Linked DNA regions of Sus scrofa: region 2 is linked to region 1. A link is a contact called in public Hi-C data. All regions are on one chromosome and are shown on one strand. Each heading gives the region's core, a stretch centred on a gene start, on an enhancer-like site or on the middle of the called end of the contact. The rest is flanking DNA. Distances are from core to core; before and after follow the strand shown. Region 1 overlaps VPS53 (vacuolar protein sorting-associated protein 53 homolog). Region 2 holds the start of RFLNB (refilin-B).

The links. Hi-C and Micro-C count contacts between places; a contact is called where the count stands out from the background.
Region 2: a Hi-C map of retroperitoneal adipose tissue shows a contact between it and region 1, with 2.5 times the contacts expected there. The contact joins the promoter of RFLNB here to the enhancer-like site in region 1. A contact is called at or near these places in 2 of 5 promoter capture datasets (fetal skeletal muscle and liver), 14 of 47 Hi-C or Micro-C datasets (adipose tissue, embryonic fibroblasts, fetal heart ventricle and 8 more) and 1 of 2 datasets of contacts at active chromatin or transcription factors (skeletal muscle).

What each region holds. Positions count from the first base shown.
Region 1 is chr12:47,170,306-47,174,963 of Sscrofa11.1, reverse strand. All of the region lies in intron 4 of VPS53 (vacuolar protein sorting-associated protein 53 homolog), which reads right to left. Among named protein-coding and RNA genes, the nearest start is that of VPS53, 31 kb to the right of the region's middle. Within about 2 kb of position 2,258, at least 1 of the 83 cell types and tissues checked has an H3K27ac peak or open chromatin away from gene starts, as enhancers often do. A contact at or near this core is called in retroperitoneal adipose tissue, where this site is marked.
Region 2 is chr12:47,305,466-47,310,123 of Sscrofa11.1, reverse strand. It overlaps RFLNB (refilin-B), which reads right to left and starts at 2,467. Exons shown (of 3, transcript XM_003131818.4): 1 at 2,159-2,467. The coding sequence starts at 2,377.

The DNA of each region.
Region 1 (4,658 bases), core at 1,009-3,508:
CCTGTTCCTACATCTGTCAAATGGAGAGAATAGTATCTGTATGGCCTAATTAACATCTTTGCGAGAATGAAGTAATCGATGCAACAACCTTTTGCAAAATATAAGATAAACATGTTTATACTGTAACAAAACATTAGCATTACAGATCAAGATAAACGACTCAAAACGTACCTTCTGACTAAGTGACTCAAAACGTGCCCCTGCTTATAGTGAATCCATCAAGAAAGACACATTACTCTCCCAGAAGTTCATTCATCTTTCTAGAGCTCTGGATAACTACACGGCTGACAAGAGAGCTGGAACTAGACCATAAGATGCTCACCTAGAAACCCAACTCTCCAAGGATCAGACTCTCCAAGTATTCGATGAAAAAGCAAGTGTGGCACTTGGCCTAGCATGAGTGATATTATTGTACGGATAACCGTGGGCCATTTGTCCCTGCTGTTCTCGTGTGACTGAGAATAAGAAAAGGTCAGAAGTATGACAAGAAGACAAGGGGGAGTCACCAGGTCGGAGACGGGGGGAGAAAGCCCTCCTTTCATCTCTTCTGTTTTATGAAAGACAATATCTGGGCCATCAAATGTACCCGTCACTAAGGAGTATATCTCTAGAAGGCTCGTCCTGCTTCTAGCTGGTGGCCACTATGACAGCAGCTCTGTGCCGTTTGCCCAATGTGCAAATTCTAGGTACCACATACTTTGTAAACACACAGCATCCGTTCAGAGAGTCCACAGTGTAACATGGGAGTAAAAACCAGAAATCCTGGCGTGTGATCCAATGCTACAGGAATGACGATAGGTGTCTTGTACGTGTCAGAGCTTTGGTCTAGACGCCTACAGCACACCAAACCCAAACAGACTCAAAAGGCATTATCTCGGGTTTGGCAAGACTAATCTTCCAGAGGAGACCTCAGAGTCCAAATTAGAATGAGGGAAACTTTATAGCTACATTACAGAGTCCTGAAAATAGGGATTTATGAATGGAAATGTTGACAGAACCACCACCGCACTGAATTCATGCTGCTCTAAATTGTGCATTTCCATCGATGAAAGAAGGAAAGGAAAAAGGAGGTCAAGTTCTTACACAAAGACAGAGTTTCAAATTCCCATCCATTGTCCAAACACACTTGAATGACTTTTCATGTCAGGGATCTAAGACCCAGAACGCTCCGCCGTGTGGTGCCCGGCAGCTACCACTGCCATTCTTCTCATGTGCAAGCTCCGACTAAGGATGGAATTTTCCTTCCATCACGAACGACTGGCAGTCGAGAGCAGGAGTAACGTGGGTAATGCCAGAGCAGTTACAGTAGTGATGAAGGGCATTTTCCTCTGTAGACCCAGAGACTCTAGTTTAAACCTGTGCCTGCCCTCAGCATGGAAACGAGCAGATGGCACAAGTTATGCCTGACCTTCTTTCTTGGCTCCTCGAGAATGCCAATTTATACGGGGAGAGCGCGGAAGAATAATAAACTTCAGTGTTCCTTCCTGGCAACACTATTTTCCTAAAACCATTTTCAATAACCTCGTTGCACACAAATGGGACCTGGTGTGTTCCTAAGGTCAGGAAGGAAACAGTCCAATAGGCCAACTTCTGGACGTGCTACTGAAAGAAATCACCACGTAGTTTCCTTGTTTTCTGTTTTTTGTTTTGAGAGGCAGCATCATCATTATTAGGTACTAAAACACAAAAACTTAAGACTATAGCTCAAGACTACTGCTAATCTGAAACATATCATCTGCATGGATTAAATGAAGACAAAACAGGAACATGGCTTGTCTACAGGAAAAATACATTAGAGTTCTGAACAATACGGAAAAAAATGTTTCCAAAGAGAGTAAATACTGAAATGACTAAAAATTACCATACAATCCAACAATCCCATATCTAGGTATGCACTGAAAGGAAGTGAAAGCCGGGACTCAAACGGATATTTGTATGTCAGTGTCCATCACAGCACTGTTCACATGTCCATGAACACATGAACAGATACAGAAAATATGGGACACACACACACACACACAGAAATATTATTCAGTTGTGAAAAAGGAATGAAAGTCCCAGATAAACATACAATAAAATTCAACAATACATTAAAAGGACAATATACCATGACCCAGCAGGTATTTAATGGGGGGGAGGGATTAAATACTCAAAACAAAACTAAGGTAATTATCAAAATGGAAAAACCATATGCTCACATCAGAAGATAGAAAGGCAGTTCCCACCGTGGCACAGTGGGTTAAGAACCCGACTGCAGCAGCAGGGGTCACTGCAGAGGCATGGGTTTGATCCCTGACCTGGCACAGTGGGTTAAGGTATCTGGCATTGCTATAGCTGTGGCATGAAGTCACAGCTGAGGCTCAGATTCAATCCCTGGCCTGGGAACTTACATATGGCGCAGGTATGGCCATAAAAAAGGGAAGAAAAAGATGGAACGCATGTGACAAAATTTAACATCTCTTTTCCAGCGATTAGGCTTACCAGTGAACCAATGTCATGAAGGTAAGTCCTCAATAGAGAAACTGGAAACAAAAGGCCGTCACACTTGGTGTCAGCTCTAGAAGACACAGGTGTTTGTTTTGTTTGCTGCAGGCTCCCCAGGCCTAGAACACAACCCAGCAGGGAGAAAGCACTGACAGCAAATGAATGAACAAATAGAGTGATTAGAGTCGCTGTCACTCAAATCAAAGCCAAATTGCAGAGTTCCAGTCATGGCTCAGTGGTTAACGAATCCGACTAGGAACCATGAGGTTATGGGTTCGATCCTTGGCCTTGCTCAGTGAGTTAAGGATCTGGCGTTGCCGTGAGCTGTGGTATAGGTCGCAGATGTGGCTTGGATCACGAGTTGCTGTGGCTCTGGTGTAGGCCGGTAGCTACAGCTCCAATTCGACCCCTAGCCTGGGAACCTCCATATGCCATGGGAGCGGCCTTAGAAAAGGCAAAAAGACAAAAAAGCAATCAAACAAACAAAAAAACCCCAAACTGCCTGCATGTCTACTTAGTGGACACCGAAATGTTAGTCAGAAAGAGCACTTCTAAAGTTTTTTATCTTAGGGTCCCTTCATACTCTTGGAAATTACTGAGGGCCCCCAAGAGATATTATTTGTGAGGGTTATAGCTATTGACACATACCATATTGGAAAATGAAACTGAAATGTTTAAAAAAAATTTATCTCTTAACTTATGTTAAAGTAACATGTAAGTCCATTACATGTGAGCATAAACCACATATTTTTATGAAAAATAACTATATCTCCCTCAACTAGGGAGATTCTGTATTGAATCTGTTATGATAATGTTGTTTCAGTTGAAAAATATGATGGAAATCTGGCCTCACACAGATTGGTAGTTATGGAAGTTCCCAGGCTAGGGGTTGAATTGGAGCTGCAGCTGCCGGCCTACACAACAGCCACAGCAATGCAGGATCTGAGCCACATCTGTGACCTACACCACAGCTCAGAGCAATGCCGGATCCTTGACCCACTAAGCGAGGCCAGGGATCGAATCTGCATCCTCCTGGAATGGGAACTCCCAGACTGGGAGTTAAAAAGAAATATTTTAACATCCTTTTTATGTACTTACTGATAATCCTTTTTGAAACTACATCAAAATTTGAAAAGTTATAGATTCTTTAAAAATTTTTTTTTAATTGAAGTTTAGGTGATTTACAGTATTATATTAGTTTCGCATGTATGATATAGTATAGGTGATTCAGAAATTTTATAGATTACACTCCATTTAAAGTTATTATAGGAGTTCTCATCATGACACAGAGAAAACGAAACTGACTAGTACCCATGAGGATGCAGGTCTGATCTCTGGCCACGCTCAGTGGGTTAAGGATCCGGCGTTGCCATGAGCTGTGGTGTAGACCAGCAGTTGTAGCTCTGATTTGACACCTAGCCTGGGAACCTCCATGTGCCAAGGGTGTGGCCCTAAAAAGACAAAAAAACAAAAACAAAAACGAACAATAAAAATAAACAAAATAGGAGTTCCCATCGCGGCGCAGTGGTTAATGAATCCGACTAGGAACCATGAGGTTGCGGGTTCGATCCCTGCCCTTGCTCAGCGGGTTAACGATCCGGCGTTGCCGTGAGCTGTGGTGTAGGTTGCAGACGCAGCTCGGATCCCACATTGCTGTGGCTCTGGCATAGGCCGGAGGCTACAGCTCCGATTTGACCCCTAGCCTGGGAACCTCCATATGCCGCGGGAGTGGCCCCAGAAATGGCAAAAAGACCAAAAAAAATAAAAAATTAAAAAATAAAAATGACAAAAATAAGGTTATTATAAAATATTGGCTATATTTCCTGTGCAGCACAATATATCCTTGTAGATTACCTGTTTTATACAAGTAGTTTATATCCCTTTAATCTCCTGTCCTTAATTTGCCCCTTCCCCTTCCCTTTTCCCACCGTATCCCGTATACCGTGAGTCTGTTTCTGTTTTGTTATAGTCATTTGTGTATTTTTTGGATTCCACACATAAGTGGTAACATACAGTATTTACCTTTCTCCGTCTGACTTATTTCACTAAGCATAATATCCTCCAGGTCCAACCATGTTGCCACAAATGGCAAAATTTCATTCTTTTTTATGGCTGAGTAATATTCCATTTTACATTTTTTTTCACATACACACACAAACACACACCACATTTTC
Region 2 (4,658 bases), core at 1,218-3,717, 130 kb before region 1:
TCAGCCCAGATGGAGCAGTCTGCAAACCCTCGGTTAAGACGAACGCCAGAAAGTTCTCTATGTCACCCTCCACTATCCAGAAAACTCAAAGAATCAGAGCACAGCATCCCAGCCGTGCACCACCTTCCAACAGGGTCAGAGCATCGGGCTTTCTGCTTCACCAAGCAGCCGGAGCAAGGGGGCCCATCCTCCACACAGGTGCGAGTTTTTTGCCCCATCCGACTGGAATCAGGGCTGCTGTGTTAAGCAGGCAGCTCTTTGGGTTCCTGGGAGCTGTCGCTTTCTTTGCTGATTTGAGAGAAGGACCTACACTTGGGCCAAGGTGTGGTGGTGGCAGCCCCGCCTCCATGTCTTCCAGGAAGCAGGCATTTCTGGAAGGTTGCCTCTAAGACGCTTATGTGACCAGGACAAGGTGTCAGGTGGGGCCACAGGGTGGACATGCAAAAGCCAGAAGGGACCAGGTAGATCAGAGAGAGAGAGGCAGGGGTCCTCAGGGTACCAACCTCAGCACCCTCGAGGGGAAAGGGGAGCAAGTCCCCACTGGGCTTGAACTCAGGGCAGTGGGGGGAGAGGGAAAGGTGTGGGCACGGCTGCAGCAGAGCTTTAGAAAAACTATAGCAGTGACAGTGGGCCCTGCTCTGCTCCCAGCTCTCTGGCTGCCACACCCCTCCCCTAACCTGGGGTGGACGGGCATCTTCCTGGCAGCCCTGGGGGCTGCAGGATGACACGGCCACCAAGAGGAGGTGGGTGACTCCCAGCACTCACAGAACAGCCTGCCAGCTATCCACACAGGCATTCTGTGTGGCTTCTTTTGCCCCTGGCTTCTCTCCTCTCTCACCGCTGCCCACCCAATAGACACCCCCTGAGCAGAGACCTTCCTCCAGTGCGGGCTGGGGGTGGGGCAGGCAGCAGGAGTGACCACGGACACAACAAGGTGTCACCAGGGCAAGGGGCGAAGCCATGGCCTCTGGCCTGGCTCTGGGCAGCATCGAGGAAGAAGACTTCCCAGAGAAGGTGACAGGTCTGCCACTGAAAGGCCAGCAGGGGGTGGACAGGTGAAAAAGCCAGCTGGGTGTTGGGAGAGGGAGAAGGGGGTGGCCTGGGAGGGGAAAGGCACGGCCAGGTGGTGGGAGCAGCAGCAGAGGCCCCCCGAGCGTGTATCTGCCTGTGGTCAGCGGATGTGGAAGATGAGGCTAGAAAGGGCCAGAGGGCCAAGGCTCTGAAGGCCAAGGTGAAGCAAGTGCTGCCTTCTAATGGACATGAGAGAAGGCACTGCTGTCCCCCTAGAGACAGGATCAGTGGTCAAGAATTCCACACACCATCAAAGTAGGTGAGTCCCTAAGGAGCGGCAGCTCCACTGACTCCTTCCTCCAGGGGAGCGGGCTGTAAATACCCCTCCTCGAGGGGGAGGGGGCAGGCTCCGAGCCCCACTTTGAGCTTGACTGTAGGCAGGATGTGGCCTCCTCTGAGCACCAGGCAAAAGCAATAAACAACGCCACCTGAGCAATTCCGAAGGTAAAAGGGACCTGTGTTTGTTTTTTTCTTTAAATAACAATTTTAAAATAAAAGGATTCATTTTTTAACGTTTCCACCCACCTAAAGGCCTCCCACCCATCATGTGCCAGACAAGGGTTAGGTGACAGGACAAGAGGGGCCTCTCCAAGACCACTGAAAGTTTCCCAAGGCAGGCTCCCTTCGCTCTCCGAATCGGGGAGGCCGAGCACACCCCCTTCCCGAGACGGGCCAGGAGGGGGCAGGCCCGCTGGAGCCACCAGGGCGGGGTCAAAGGCCGGGGGTGCCTGGAGTTCTCTCTCTGGGTCCCAGGACCCCTCCAGCCCCGCCAAATCAGTAATGCGGCCCAGCCGCAGCCTGGCAGCCCCGGAGGCCACCACCCCGAAGGGAGAGGCAGCGGCTTGAGTCTCTCGGGGCTCCCGCGCCTCCCAGGCGATGACAATTTTCCAGCCACCGGCTCCAGCTGGCCAGGCTCTCGCCGCGCTCCCTCCCCGGGCTCCCGGCGCTGGCCATGCCGTCCCGACGGCGGGTGGCGGCGCCGACAGCGCGTCCCGGGCGGGCCGACAGGACGGCCAGGGGGTCTCCGGGGCCCGGGCGCCGGGGAATGGAAAGGATCGGAGGAAGGGGCCCAGGCGGGGCCACTCACCGGGGCCGCGGGGGTTGTCGCCGCGTCGGGCTCCAGCGCCCCGGGGGCGGGCGCGCGCTCCCCCCCGGCGCCGCCGCCGCCCCCCGCCGCCGCGAGCGCCCAGTGGCTGGGGCTGGGGCTGGGGGGCAGCCCCGAGTCCGGACTGTCCAGGACGCCGTCGCCCTTCTTCTTCGTGTCCACGAGCTCCGGCACATCCTGCAGACTCAGCCGGCCCACCATGGCGGTGCGCGCGGCGGGGCCGGGGCCGCTGCCCGCCGGCCGCCCTCCCTGCCCGCTGCCCGCAGCCCGCAGCCCGCGCGCCGTCCGGGTCTGCAGCCCGCGGGGCTCCTGGCCCCGCCCCCGGCCCCGCCCCGGCCGCCCGCGGGTCCGACCCGCCCGCCCGCAGTGGCAGAGCCCCCAGGCCGGCGCCAGGGGCCGCTGCGCTCCCGCTGTGCGCCGCCAGCAGCTCAGCCTGCCCGGAGCGGCGGATCCCCGGCGAGGGGGTCCCCGGGCCGAACCCTTGCTCTGCCCAGCCCACAGCCCCGCCGCAAGCGGACACGCGGCCCCGCTCACACTGGGCCTCGAGGACGCCTTGTCCCCCCTACCCCGGCCCAGCGGGCGCTAACACCCCGAGCCCTGGCGTCGGGGGGCAGCCAGAGGAGAGCCCCGGCCCGCAGAGGCCCGGGGGGCCGGCCGAACCCAGAGAGCAAACAACTGGAAATTATTAATAGTTAATGAGTCTCGTTTGGTTCCAGCCGCCTCTTGGCTCAGCCAGCCGGCCTCTCAGTCGGTTTCTGGCTCTCATTTCTGCCCCGGAGGAAAAGAGCGCCTACTCCGTTTATCCTCAGGGAGCTCCCAGGGGAGAGGGGGGCGCACATCACTTCCTGGCCTGGGTGCGTAGCTGAACAGGCCATGGCCACACTGGGCAGGGAAATTCTGTGTGGGCGCAGACTGGACTTGGAACCAGATGCGCAGGCTCAGCAGGCTGCTCACCCGCTCTCTGAAGGGCCACCAGGGGCTCCCTGGTGGGGGGCGGTCACAGCTTTTCAGACGGGGGGGGGGGGGGGGGGCTGCTCCCTTCCTCCTTAGATTGACAGAGCAGCCCTATTTGAGTGGGAATTCATGCAGTAGTAGAACCGGGCTGTTCTCAAAAAAAAAAAAAAAAAAAAAAACCTAGAAAAATGTTTCTTACACATACCGCCCTGATTATCAGTAAGTATAGGAAGTCCCCACCCCGCCACTAGCCACCCTACCCTGGTGGGGGTTTCTAATGGCCCTTCAGCTAAGCCTCAAGCTGGAGCTGTGCCTGACCTAGCTGGCAGGTGCCAACTCTGGAGAGGAGAAATGCCCAGGGCTGGGGACGTCCCTGGCCAGATGAGAGGTGAGCCCTGCGCAGTCCCCACCATGATAGCCCAGTCTGTGTCCTTGCAAAAAACAAAGGATGCTTGTCCTGCTTGGGACCCGATGAAGTCCGAATTTAGAGCAAGTGAATGTTTGATATCTGCTGTCGAAGCTCAGCCCCCTACCCTCCTCACTCTTTGCTTGCAGGTAAAGAAACAGAGAAGGGGAGTTCCCGTCATGGCGCAGTGGTTGACGAATCCAACTAGGAACCGTAAGGTTGCGGGTTCGATCCCTGCCTCGCTCAGTGGGTTAAGGATCCGGCGTTGCCATGAGCTGTGGTGTAGGTTGCAGACACGGCTCTGATCCTGCATTACTGTGGCTGTGGCGTAGGCCGGCGGCTACAGCTCCAATTAGACCCCTAGCCTGGGAACCTCCATATGCCACGGGAGCAGCCCTGGAAAAGGCAAAAAGACAAAAAGAAAAAAACAGAGAAGGAACTCAACTTGCCCCAAGTCACACAGCTGCTACAAGGCAGCTTGCTGTAACAGGAAGCCCAGGGCCATCGCTTTCGTGGCCAATAAAACCTGGTACGTGCCTGTGTGCTGTGGGAATAGGATTCGAAATCAAGGCTGCACAGTCCTGGATCGGAGGGTCGTGCAAGGATGTCCTGTAATCAGTGGGTCTTAGACACTGAACCAACTATGCAGCCACACTTCCCTACCCCTGGTGGCCTCACCAAATGCACACCCCAGGCTCCCCACCCCAATCTGGGGCATCACAGGAGGGATCTAAGAACTTCCTGTGGAAAGGTGGTCTGCTGGCAGTGGGAGGACTCGGCGCCCACCCAAGATCCCAGGAACTCTTCCCTAAGCCTGACCAGAGGCAAAAGGTGTCCAGGAAGATAGACTGCAGTTGCTCCAAGTCACTGGTGGCCTTCAAGGACATCAGGAGGAGGAGGATAGGACTGAGGAAGGCCAGCGGCTAGGCAGTGCAGCGCTGGCTCCATCCAGGCTTGGAGCAGTTTCAATTGCCTTGGAGGGATCTCCTCCTGGAGTCCAGGAGGAGGCCTGCAGAGCCACCTTCTGAGGGGAGCTCTGAGGGGTTCGATTATTCACATTCTGACAAAGATCCATGGAGACATCAGAGTGGCCAAAGAAGACAAGGGAGAACGAGGTTGCCA